2 separate regions of the Mus musculus genome follow, and region 1 is linked to region 2. Evidence: chromatin contacts called from public HiChIP or PLAC-seq data. All regions are on one chromosome and are shown on one strand. Each heading gives the region's core, a stretch centred on a gene start, on an enhancer-like site or on the middle of the called end of the contact. The rest is flanking DNA. Distances are from core to core; before and after follow the strand shown. Region 1 has its middle 6.8 kb from the start of Gm41447. Region 2 overlaps Rubcn (RUN domain and cysteine-rich domain containing, Beclin 1-interacting protein).

Region 1 (5,660 bases), core at 1,692-4,191, 310 kb after region 2:
TTACAGGCCACATCGTGGCCACATCTGTGGAGAGTGACAGCCTGCTAACCCATATGTGAGTATGGGCGAGCATCCTCCCCACCCCCGACCCCCATGGACCTGCCTTCCCAGTGTGCTCTTGGAGCCTTTCTGCTGTGACATAGAGCCAAGCACGTTGTGCAACTGATCAGATTATAGTTATTGAGCAGAGATCTTTTGGGGAATTCCTTTATAATCTTTAGATTCTTTTTAAAACGTTAACTGTTTCATATAGGTACCTGCAACTACAAACAATGAGTACAAGTATCTATGAGCTAGTAGCACTTGCTCGGCATGCGAACAATAAGGCTCATGCGGTATCTTGTCTATACCTCCTTTTGGTATAGAATAGCTGCCTTAGGGAACCCTTTTACACATTTATTCTTTTTTCCCCAGCCTTTCTCATGAATTTTGCTTTGTCTTGACAGGGTCTCCTGTAGCCGAATTTGGCCTTGAACTCCTGATCCTCTTGTCTCCACCTCTCAATGCTGGGATTATAGACATGCACCTCCATGCCCAACCCAGGGATTTGTTTGTTCGCTGGTTTTTAATGAAGGAGTTTAAGTCAGCTCTTACAGTTTCAGGTTTAAGTTTTTCAGAATAAGGAACCTGGTAGATGGCTCATCCCATACAGCACTCACCACACACTCACCACACAAGCAGGAGGACCTGCGTGTGGACCCTAGCACTATGTAAAAGGTCAGGCGTGGCACCCCAGACCTGTAGCCCCAGTGTTGGGAAGGCAGCGGCAGGAGGATCTCGAGGGCGGGCAGCCAGCTGCTCTAGCTCACTGGGGAGCTTCAGGTTCAGTCAGAAAATAAGAGCGCCTGCTGCCCTTGGAGAGGACCAGGTTCAGTACCCAGCACCTCAGTTGGGGCGGGGAGGGGGGGGGTAGGGGGGTACAATCCAGTTCCAGAGAATCAAAAGCCCCTTCTGGTGTCTGGGGCCACCTGCACTCCCATGGGGCAGGTTTATTAGACGCGCGCGCACACACACACTTGAGATCTACCTCTGGCCTGCAAATGTGTGTGTGCAGATGGGAACACACTCACTCATGGATACCGTACACAAGTATTTAGCCAGGTGTGACTCATCCTGTAAGCTCAGTGCTTGAGGGGCTCAAGTTCAGGGCAGTCCTGGGGAACAAAGTAACACCCTGTCTCTGAAAGGGAGACATTGCAGAGTAAATCAAGTATTTTAAATATGTGATCTGGGGCCAGCAAGATGATTCAGTGGTTTGCTGCCCATCCTGACATCCTGCGTTCAGTTCCCAAGACCATACGGTGGTGAGAGTGGAGAACCAACTCCTGAATGTTATCTGTCCTCCACATATATGTTATAGCATGTCCCCCTCCCCACAATAAATTAAAAAATTAAAAACATTAAATAGGAAGTTTGGTCTTCTCCAGATAGCTAATGCCCTTTTCATTTTATATATGTAGAAATGCTTCCTGCCTCTATATTTTACTGCTTATTTATGGGTATATACACATGTTTATGGTACCCTTGCAGATCAGAAGAAGATTGGATCCTGCAAAGGCGAAGCTCCACCTGACCGGAGTTGTAACCAAACTCTGGTCCTCAGAAAGAGCAAGAAGCTCAGTTAACAGCTGAGCCATCTCTCATTTTCTGCCTTTATATCATGAGATTATATTTCATAACTTAGGTTCAATCTATATATCCGCACTCAGTGCCACCAACCCACATTGTTTTCAGTTTCAACAGACATTAGAAGCTCAGCAGCGAGGGCTGGAGAGATGGCTCAGTGGTTAAGAGCACAGATTGCTCTTCTGAAGGTCCTGAGTTCAAATCCCAGCAACCACATGGTGTCTCACAGCCATCCGTAAGGAGATCTGATGCCCTCTTCTGGTGTGTCTGAAGATGCTACAGTGTACTTAGATATGATAATAACTAAAAATCTTTGAGCCAGAGTAAGTGGGGCTGACCAGAGAGAGTGGGTCCTGAATTCAAGTCCCAGCAACCACATGATGGCTCACAACCATCTACAGCTACAGTGTACTCACATACATAATGTAAAATAAATAAATCCTTAAACAATAAATAAAAGGATTTAAAAAAACTCAACAGCTTTATGCAATTGCATATTCAAATCAAAGGATCCAGACAGCTCACCATCTCCCCACTGTAGGTCCCTCCTAATGTGTCAGAAGTTTGATGGTGTAAGAGGATCCCCATGTGCGCACACTCACTGGAGTTCGTGGGGAGATTCTGATGTGTTTAGCCGAGGATCTACAAGCCCAGGCGGGTAGGTAGCCACAAAGAGCAGTGGGTGTGGCTGCCCAGCTGTGCTGGCAACAACTCCCGACTGTCTGCCTACCCAAGGGAAGGTCTGGCTGATGTTGGATGCTGTCCATCACACCTCTGCTGTTCACAGCTGGACATAGCTACTGTCAGGAAGAACTTCATACATGTGTTTAGTGTTCCCCATAGAGGGATTGTTCAGTATGCAAATTCTGGATCCACCCTGAGCTTTCCTAGCCTGGAAACTCAGTTCCTTGCATATCCAACTCTAGTCTCTAATTGTTTGCCTTTATTAATTTACCCCTACTTTAAAAAATGGTTCAGATGGGACTTGTGTATTTCATGTGTTTTCAGTCTTCTCAATATGAAGATGTGATGCATTGTGACTCCGTATGTAAGTCTCTGCATTTCTCACAGATTTAAGGCTAGGGAGAAAGACTACGTTAAGTGTTCTATAACAGTTGGGGATAGCGTCTTGGTGAGGAGGATGCAGAGGTGAAGTGTCTGCAGGCCACAGCCCTGTACTGAGGCAGGTGAGCTGCTTTCCCTCTGATGGGCTCCTTCCCAGGACTCCAACCTCCTCATCCAGTTTCCACAACAGGAGTCTCCACAAGTTCCCTTTTAGCCACATCAATGACATCACCACTTCCCCAAAGTGCCAAGGCCGATGACTGAGCTCTTAGCATTTGGAGCTTTGGAGACCTTCCAGATGCGAGTGAACTGGGGCAGAGGCTCCAGAGAAACGAGGCTAAAGTACCCAGGCTGACTGAGAACGGAGAAGCAGCCACACCCAGAGTGTACACTACACTCAGCCTCCACTGTGAAGTGAGAACTAGGAGAATATAAAAGAACCAGCTCCTGACTCCAGGATGGAAACCTCTGATACGCTCAAAGGGGTAGTGAAGGTTTGGCACATAGCTTTTGCAAAAGAGATGTCTGGGTGTGGTGCCTATTAACACAAGACACACAGCTCTTACCTTAAAGGGAAGAAGAAAAGTTATTGTGGAGACAAATATGAGTGACCATGGCCAGGGAACAGGAATTCAGGTGACTCCCCAGAACCATGAGCTACTGCAGTAACAGTACTGAAGGTTCAGCACCAGAACAAAGGAAGCTGTAAACCAAGGCAGTTTTCACATTGGTGGAAATGGCAGGTAGGCTGGTTAGAGCAGAGTATATGAACCCTCTACACTACAGACTTCAGATTCTATCTGATGATAGGGCTCTTGTTCGTTCTTCTGAAAAGGGTTTTTTACCTGATAGTCACAGATCATAGACCAAACATAGGAGGTGCAGTAAATGTCTAAAGATACCCAGAGATAATTTGGCTCCTGGTTTACAGCGTTCCAGTTCTCTACAATTTCGGGTGTTCTAATCAGACAATCAGCCCTGTAAGATAATACCATACACACACACACACACACACTCCAGAAATTGGTGTTCATACTGCTCTGGGTCTGTTTTTCCTAGCAGTGTGTAAGTTCAAGACATCTTTTATTTCAGATAGGCTCCTTTGTGTGTGTGTGTGTGTGTGTGTGTGTGTGTGTGTGTGTGTGTGTGTGTGTGTGCACGCGCGTGCACGCGCGCGTAGGAGCTTGCCATGGTGTATGTATGGATGTCAGAGGACAATTTTTGGGAGTCAGTTCTTTCCTTCCACCCAGTGGGGCTTGGGGATGAAATTAAAGTCGCCAGCCTTGGTGACAAGGGTCCTTGTCTGTTGAGCCATCTTACTGGCTCTCAGTTTTCCTCATTAGGAATAAAAATTTTTCATAAACCAGGAGTGGTGTCACATGCCTTTAGTCCCAGCACTCAGGAGGCAGAGGCAGACAGATCTTTGAGTTCGAAGCCAGCCTGGTCTACAGAGTAAGTTCCAGGACAGCCAGGGCTACACAGAGAATCCCTGTCTCCAAAAATAAAAATAAAATAAAAAAGAAAGAAAAGAAAATTTAGATATAGATGTCTTCAATTACTATTCTTTCCCTTGAGTGTTTAGTTCCTTATTTTATTCCTTTTCATTCCAACTCCCACCTCCCACCCCTGCCTCTCACCCCCAGCCCATCCCCCCCCCACATCCCAGCCCCCCCCCCCATTGGCCAGCCTCCAACTTGGGATGAGTCTCCTATCTCAGCCTCAAAAAAAAAAAAAAAAAAAATTGGAATTATGAGTTACTATGCCCAGATCTTTGTTTTATTTTTAATTCTGATTTGCAACCCCTATACAAAAATTAAAGGAACTACAACCAAAAGAAGACTCAGAAACAAAGGTTAGAAATTGGGTAACTCCTTGTGCTGAAAGGAATATAAATGTCGGGATGTAGGGGCCTGATTCAATCACTAATGCAGTGTTCCTCCCCACAGCACACAGTCCACCAGCACAGCGTGCACATCTGCTCTGCACACGTCTCTCCTGCTCTGGCTGTCATCCTCCTGCCTCAGATAGGCAGCACAGCTGTCCGGATGGCTCAGTCACGTTCTTGAAACATGGTCAGTCACCTTTTATTGAAGTGAACAGGCCTAGGACATAGGATCATCAGGGGGCAGCCAGCAGGCCTTTTGAAGGGAACTGTTACGAATTACTCCCAACATTTAAAGCGCCGTTCCACGGTGCTGATCTGGAGCGCTGCCCTTTTGACCAAGCAAGCTATAGACAAATCCAGGGGGCTCTAAACAAACCAGAGGTAAAGTTCAAGAGCTGATACCTGACCAGCTCAGACCTTGCCAATGCCATGTACTCAAAAGAAGGAAGGACAAACAAGGTCTCACTGTGTAGCCCTGTCCGCCTGGAACTCACTGTGTAAGGCAGACTGGCCTCCAATTGAGAGGTTTGCCTGCCCATGCTTGGGACTGAAGGCATGAGCCACCTTGCCCAGCAAGAATGCCTTTTAAAATAAATAAATAAAAAGAAGCAAAGACCATTGCTAGCGTTGTCAGGAAGCCACATTTAAACCAGGGGCGGGTGCCGGAGCTGTGGCACGCAGACAGAGAGCTGAGCAGGGTGGTCCTGCGTTGGGATGACGGAGGAGCCCTGTATTCCAGAAAGCAGACCCACTACTGAGAATTTCACAGCCTGGCCATGCCAGACGTTGTGGGGCGCATTGATGGGAAAGCATTCCAAGATTCAAACCACAGGAGTGTCAAGATGCGGAGTACGTGCTTCATCATGTGTGCGTGGGGAGGGGTGGCTACCTTCCCAGACAGAAAGGCTGCTGTGCCAGCAGTGTCACGGGGAAGAAGCCTTCATCTGGCAAGGTTTGTGCCCGAGTGTTGTGGCGGTGACCTGGGCAGACAGAAGCCCCTGCAGCTTGGGCTTTCCTGGTGGAAGCCAGTTGCTGGGTTCCTGCCGCAGCCTCTGCCGCTTATCCCTTTCTTCTATTTACCAGG
Region 2 (6,132 bases), core at 3,338-5,837:
CTAAGCTGCCCTGCCCACTTGCAAGGGCTTTTCCTGATCAGGGTATCTGAAGTGGGAATGTCCATGTTAGGAGGGCAGCATCTCCTAGGAGTACCCAGCAAAGTGGGGACCAAGGAAAAAGCTTCAAGTTTGCATCTCACTGCTGAGGTCAGCCACTCTGTTGCCATGTCACGGCTACTGATATTGCTACACTCCTTCACTCATTATTAGAACACAGACTGCCATTATGGACTGAAGACCAATGGTCTCCAGGAACCCTCCAGGCCTCTAGTACCTGATTGGAACTCCTGGGGTAGCCAGCCTTGTGTACATGTCAGCCCAAATCATGTAAGACAGTCCACTGAACCCCCTCTAGTATCTATTCATCCTTCCTATTCGATTCTTCTAGAGAATCCTAACATGCCTCCAAAGTTTTAGGAATCAGCTCTAGCACTGGACTTCCCAGTGTCATGGCCACACTCGCTACTGGTTTCTCCGGCCTCTTAGAACTCAGTCTTCTCATTTATCTTGGCATAACACAGTGGTTGAAGGTGGAGTTTTGGAGCCAGGCCACCCATATGTGGATCTGGGCTCCACTACACTAGCTGGAATGTGTTGAGTACATTGCTTAAACTCTCTTTGCCTTAGTTACATGTTTAGAGTGGAAATGATGATGCAGTCTATCTCAGTGGGTATTCGGGAGGGTTAACAAGTCAGCCATATATAAATAATTTAGAGTAGTGCCCAGGACAAAGAAGGCACTCCATGTCTAATACTTTTACTTATGTGCTCCTGTCTTAATAACTAGATAGTAGATCCCTAAAAGGCAGGAATTGCAGCCAAGCGCTCTGTTACAAACTATGAAAAGGATCGCACACCCATGGCTTGAATCACTTTAAGTCAAACAAGTAAAGTCAATATTTTCATAATTTGTGGCTGATTTCAGATACTGCCTTTGATTTTTGCCCTCTCCCAGTGAGTGCCAGGCTCTCTCATCTATTCCGGTGAGTGCCAGGGGTCGTCTCTGACCTCTCCCAGTCAGTGCCAGGCTCTCTGCCCTGAACTGAGGTCATCTGGCTTTTAAGGTCAAACAAGGATTGATGCCCGATCACTGTCAGGGTAATACATTCTTACTAGGGTTGATGGTAGGGGAGGCAGCTTTATAGCTCCAGGTTGGGAAGAGGGAGGTAGCCAACTCCTGTTGTCCTCATGTTTGAGGTATCTGGGGGAAGCCTCTTTAACCCTTCCTCCGTAATCCTGGGCCTTTATGGTCCCACAGGCTCCTAGCCAGGAGGCCACAAAGGTTGCCCACCTCCTCTGCCATGACTCGATACAGTACACCTGCACACAGTGGAGGCCACGGGAGTACACAGGTAGCATGGTCAGTGTCACAGTGAGTGACTGTTCAGATTAGTTCCCTTTCTTTGGGGTGTTCCTGTTATTCAGGGTTGAGGGTTCAGCTCAGCTGTTACTGTGTGGCCTGCCTTGCTGGCCGCAGGCTCAAGGGAAAGTCTATGAATCAGGAGTCCTGGGCTTCCTTAGTCCCTGCCCTTCCTGACCAGCCCGATTTTTCCCTGAGATTCTGTACGTGACCCCGTCTTTTCAATATGCTGTTCCCAACCTTCTGTTCTCTGCTTAAGAACGTTGAGACAGAGCTGAGCAGAGCAGACGGGCTCTCTCTTCTTTCTTACACGTTCTTAGGTGGTGACAGTGACAATCCACTAGACCAGTTCCTTGTAACCTCTTCAGAGCTTTATCAGAGTCTCAACCCTCTGCTCTGCCCTTTCTCTGCAAAGGATGCTGGCATTTTGACCAGCCACTCACTTTGAATAAAACTCTTCATCGGCTTTCCCACTGGCGAACTTGAGGGATCTTGGTGACTATAAACACTCTTCCTGGTTTGTAGTTGTCTGTGCTTCGCCCTCTAAGGATGGAAAGAGCTGTCTGGCTTCCTGCAGTCCTTTATAAGCTGCACCATGGGGCTTGACTCTAATGACACTCATTTGCCTTCCAAAAGGTCTTATCTGAAGACCTCACTGGGATAAAGCCTTCAATATAAAATCTAGGGTAACACAAACGTTTTGTCTATCGCACCAATTCTGAATATAAAGCCTAAAAGTGCTGGAAATAGAGGCATACTCCAGTAATCCCAGCACTTGGGAGACGCAGAGGCAAATGGACCAGTACAGTTGTTCTCAGCTATACAGCAAGTTTAATATTAATTAGCCTGAGTGGTGTGAGACCTCTTTTAAAAAGGGGTGGTAGGTATGGGAAAATTACACAGCAGGTAATAGCAATGGCTACGAAAGACTGATGACCCAAGTTCAGTCCTTGGGTCTGAAACTACCTTTCAAACCCATTTGATCCCTAGAATCTATGTAAAAAGTTGGATGTGGTGGTGTGCATCATCTGTAACCCAGCGCTCCAACACTGAGATGATAGGAAAATTACCCAGAAGCCTGAGGGCCATCTAGTCTGGGGTATGCAGCACAACAGACACATCAGAGACCTCCCACTCAAAAAAGGAGGAGGGTTCATTCCCCAAAATTATCACGTGACCTATACAGGCGCCTGCATTCACAAACACTGTTTTAAATGTAAAACTGTAATTAGCTGTGACGGGTGCACATTTGTAATCCCAGCATCTGGGGGCTGTGGCAGGAGAATTTTGAGGCCAGTGTGGGTTACAAGACATAAACAGAGCCAGGCATTGGGGCGCACACCTTTAATCCCAGCACTTGGGAGGCAGAGGCAGGTGGATTTCCGAATTCAAGGCCAGCCAGGGCTACACAGAGAAACATAGTCTCAAAAAAAAAAAAAAAAAAACCCCAAAAACAAACAAAAACCTATAAACAAATCCGAATCTGTAAGTCCTTTTCTGTTCTTGTCTTGTCCGGTCCTCACACAGGCCAGCTCCTGTTTAGAGATTTTGGCCTGAGCCCCGATCTGGGGGAAGGACTTGCATAACCACTCTTAGGAATGTCACCTTTCTCTGGTCCTGGATTTGTTTGAAATAGCATTTTATCTTTTCTTTGTAGCCATCAGTGGAGATTATCGCCAGCTGTCCCTTACAGGCAGCTGGTTCTACGGTTCCCGAGACCCGTCAATGCTCAAAATCTTTCATATAAAATAGCTTAATATTTGTAGGGAATCTACTCGTATCACATCTTATTCCTATCATATATTTATCTCTATCATATATATTTTAAATGTCTATATAACTCATAATAGCTAATAGAATGTAAATAGCTACTACAGTGTGTTCTTAAATTTGTGGTAGCTTTTACTGTATTTTTTCTAAATATCTTGGCTTTTTGAGCCTCCCAAGTGCTAGGATTATATGTCACCATGTTCAGCTTTTTAACCAAGACCTGCAGGCACAGATGGCTGACTATCCATTCACTTTGGTGATTTCGTGCAACATCTGTGGGCCACACAGGTGTTTTACTTCCTTATGGGAGGGCCTGTCTCCACTTTGCTCTCTGCTCTAGCCCCGCAGACTACCACAGACATTGGTGTGTAGTGGGTAATGGAATATTTGTTGAAAGTGAATGAACAGGAAGAAGCTGGTGAGACCCCAGACAACTGAGAGAACAGTCAGCATTTGTGCAGGAGTGGGAGGAATGGAATTCGATACAGCCAAAGAAAAGGACAATCAACAAACTTGATGTCAGAAGTGTGAACTGACCCCTTCCTATGCCAGGAAGTCAGCTTTCAGAGCCGAGTCACCAACGGTAAGGTTTGCAGAGATAAATGTTGGTTTTAGACCACGGTGGGAGATGACAGAGAGACATCTAAAGAGCCACGTGTATAGTGTGTGATGGTGTGTGACCTATCATCCCAGCAGAGGCAGGAGGATTCCACGTTTGAGGCCAGTCTGGGATACATGGTGAGACCCTGTGTTTAAAACCCAACAACAATAACCTTAATAGAACAACTAACAAAAGAGTCACGTGGAGGAGAGTCCACAAAAATCACAGGAATTTTCAGATGCAGTCGCTTTTCAGTAAACACACAAAACCATTCCACAGTCGTCAAGGCAGGTAAATAAAAGGCAAGATTTATTTTCCTTAGTTTATTAAAGATGACCATGGACTGTCAGGATGTGCGTAAATTACAGCAGGTGAGAATCCAGTTCTAAACACAGGTTGTACACAAACAGCGTTTTCATTTAGACTCTTGCTCCTTTTCTCTTCGGCAAAAGCTCTCCAGCCCTCAGCAGAGGACGAAGGGCCCCTTAAGTGCAGAGCACTTGGAGCTGTCCCCTCTGTACAGAGTGCTGCTCCCCTCCCTAAGCTCCATCCCCACCTCCCATCAGTGTAGCAGGGGATCCTCAGATACTGTAAGTGACAAAGTGCTTTCACCACACCCCCTGCTCCGGCTCCTCAAATAAACAGACATGGGTATTTGGTGAGTAATGACAGCGGACTCAGGAGCTCTAGAAGGTATGTGACCTAGAGGGATGGGGTGGGGTGGGGAGGTGGAAAGGAACAGGGACGTCAGTGAGGCTGCTTGAGCCTTTGTAGACTGGGAGCATGGGTGGAGTCTCCTCCAGTGTGGTGACTTCACTGAGCAGCTGGACGGAAGTCAGCCAGGAACTGGACCTGGAGTCAGAGTCTGTCTCTGAGGTCTGACTCAGTGATAAGTGAATTGGGAGGGATTTCTAACCAGCTCTGCAGAACTGGCTCTGGCCTCGGCTTTCTGCCTCATCGACTACTGAGAGCAGTCCCAGTCCATGTAGTTGTCAGATCCCAAGTGTGAGGCAGAGGAGCCACACCTTGGAACTAGCCTGGCATGCTCCCTCTTGCTCTGCTGGAGCTCAGCTTGGCTGTTATGTCATGCCCCTTCTGCCTCTCTGGGAGATCCCTCGTTCCCTCTAAGCACAGCTACCTGTCAGCTTCCATCAACAACATGCAACTCCATTTGACGGCTTGCGACACTGCCTGGACCAATGATTTTACTAGCGGTCAAGTACAGGAAGCCACAGGCCAGCTCCAGAACAAGAGGGCTGTGGATTAAGTTCACAGAACTGCCAGGCTCTGAGAGGCAGCCCTGACCAGTGTTTACCGAGGTCGGTGCTGCAGCAACTCAAACACCACCACCATCATGTGCAGCCTAGTCCAGGGCAATTCCCACAAAAAATGCACATTAGGTGATAGGGGAAGAGTCTATTAAAATTAGTACCATGAAATGGATGGTTTGACATAGATTACAAAGCTGAAGAGTTAGTTAACTGCATAAAGGTCCTGTTACTCTGAGCAAACAGACACATTCACAAACTGCCAAGTGCTTTACTTAGTGCTACTAGTTGGCTGGCTTCCCCCAACTCTGAGAAAAGAAACTAAGGCAAGAGATCAGCCAAGAGGAAGGGCTGCAGCTCTCTGGAGGAAGGGGACAGAGAATGGAGTTGGGTCATATCAGTACTGGAACCACAATGACCACATAGTCGTACAGAGCAGTAAGGAACCCACTATTCAGATGGTGGGAGGGGTTTCTATCCTCGCCTTAGGTAGCATCAGGGACTTGCCTGAGCATGAAGCACACCTGCACTCACGATAGTTAACTGAGAGACTGACCACCCCGGAGGAGATGCCTATCTGAAAAAGCCGCCCCTTAAGCACCAGCTGTAGCCGCACTTATAGGCTTGTGGCCTGACCTAAGACTCGGATCTGGTCTTTGATCCAAGCCCACCAGAGTACACAAACCAGCTTGTGCCCACCTATGCCAGGAATATTTGAAACAGGGAAGTCATGGTTGCCCTTTGAGATCCCGAAGATGCTAGAACAAGGATGGTTCTGTTCCTACCTGCCCTGCCCCCCCGTATACCTAAGTGGCCAGACAGAATGCCCGTTGTATACCCCCCTTCTCTCCCGTGACTCAGGGCACAGTCTTAGTCTCTGTTAGGACTAGGCCTAAGAAAAGACCATTCTCCTGCTTCAGCAGCAAAGGAGAAGGTCGCTGGCTGAGAGAGGCCTGGCTCAGACTCTGAGGAACTAAGTCAACAGTGGGTATGATCGTTAGCTGCAGCTGTAACCAGATCTGGTCCTAGTAGAAGAGGCCGAGCGGGTCAGAACTGGGTCTCGATGTCCATTCCCCTGACAAAAATACCCAGTGCCCACAGACAGCTGTCACAAGAGACTGGATCCATCAACC

Evidence for each region. HiChIP or PLAC-seq counts read pairs in DNA pulled down with a chosen protein or histone mark.
Region 1: an HNF4G HiChIP or PLAC-seq map of pancreatic cancer cells shows a contact between it and region 2. The contact joins two enhancer-like sites. A contact is called at or near these places in 1 of 15 datasets of contacts at CTCF or cohesin (large pre-B cells), 5 of 484 Hi-C or Micro-C datasets (the CH12 cell line, bone marrow-derived macrophages, embryonic stem cells and 2 more), 4 of 115 datasets of contacts at active chromatin or transcription factors (bone marrow-derived macrophages, cardiomyocytes, extraembryonic endoderm stem cells and 1 more) and 5 of 9 other capture datasets (adipose tissue, embryonic stem cells, liver and 2 more).

Annotation. Positions count from the first base shown.
Region 1 is chr16:33,127,965-33,133,624 of GRCm38.p6, forward strand. No RefSeq gene overlaps it. Among named protein-coding and RNA genes, the nearest start is that of Gm41447, 6.8 kb to the right of the region's middle. Within about 2 kb of position 2,942, at least 49 of the 459 cell types and tissues checked have an H3K27ac peak or open chromatin away from gene starts, as enhancers often do. A contact at or near this core is called in adipose tissue and pancreatic cancer cells, where this site is marked.
Region 2 is chr16:32,817,689-32,823,820 of GRCm38.p6, forward strand. It overlaps Rubcn (RUN domain and cysteine-rich domain containing, Beclin 1-interacting protein), which reads right to left. Exons shown (of 19, transcript NM_172615.4): 19 at 4,014-6,132. Among named protein-coding and RNA genes, the nearest start is that of Smbd1, 10 kb to the left of the region's middle. Within about 2 kb of position 4,588, at least 67 of the 459 cell types and tissues checked have an H3K27ac peak or open chromatin away from gene starts, as enhancers often do. A contact at or near this core is called in adipose tissue and pancreatic cancer cells, where this site is marked.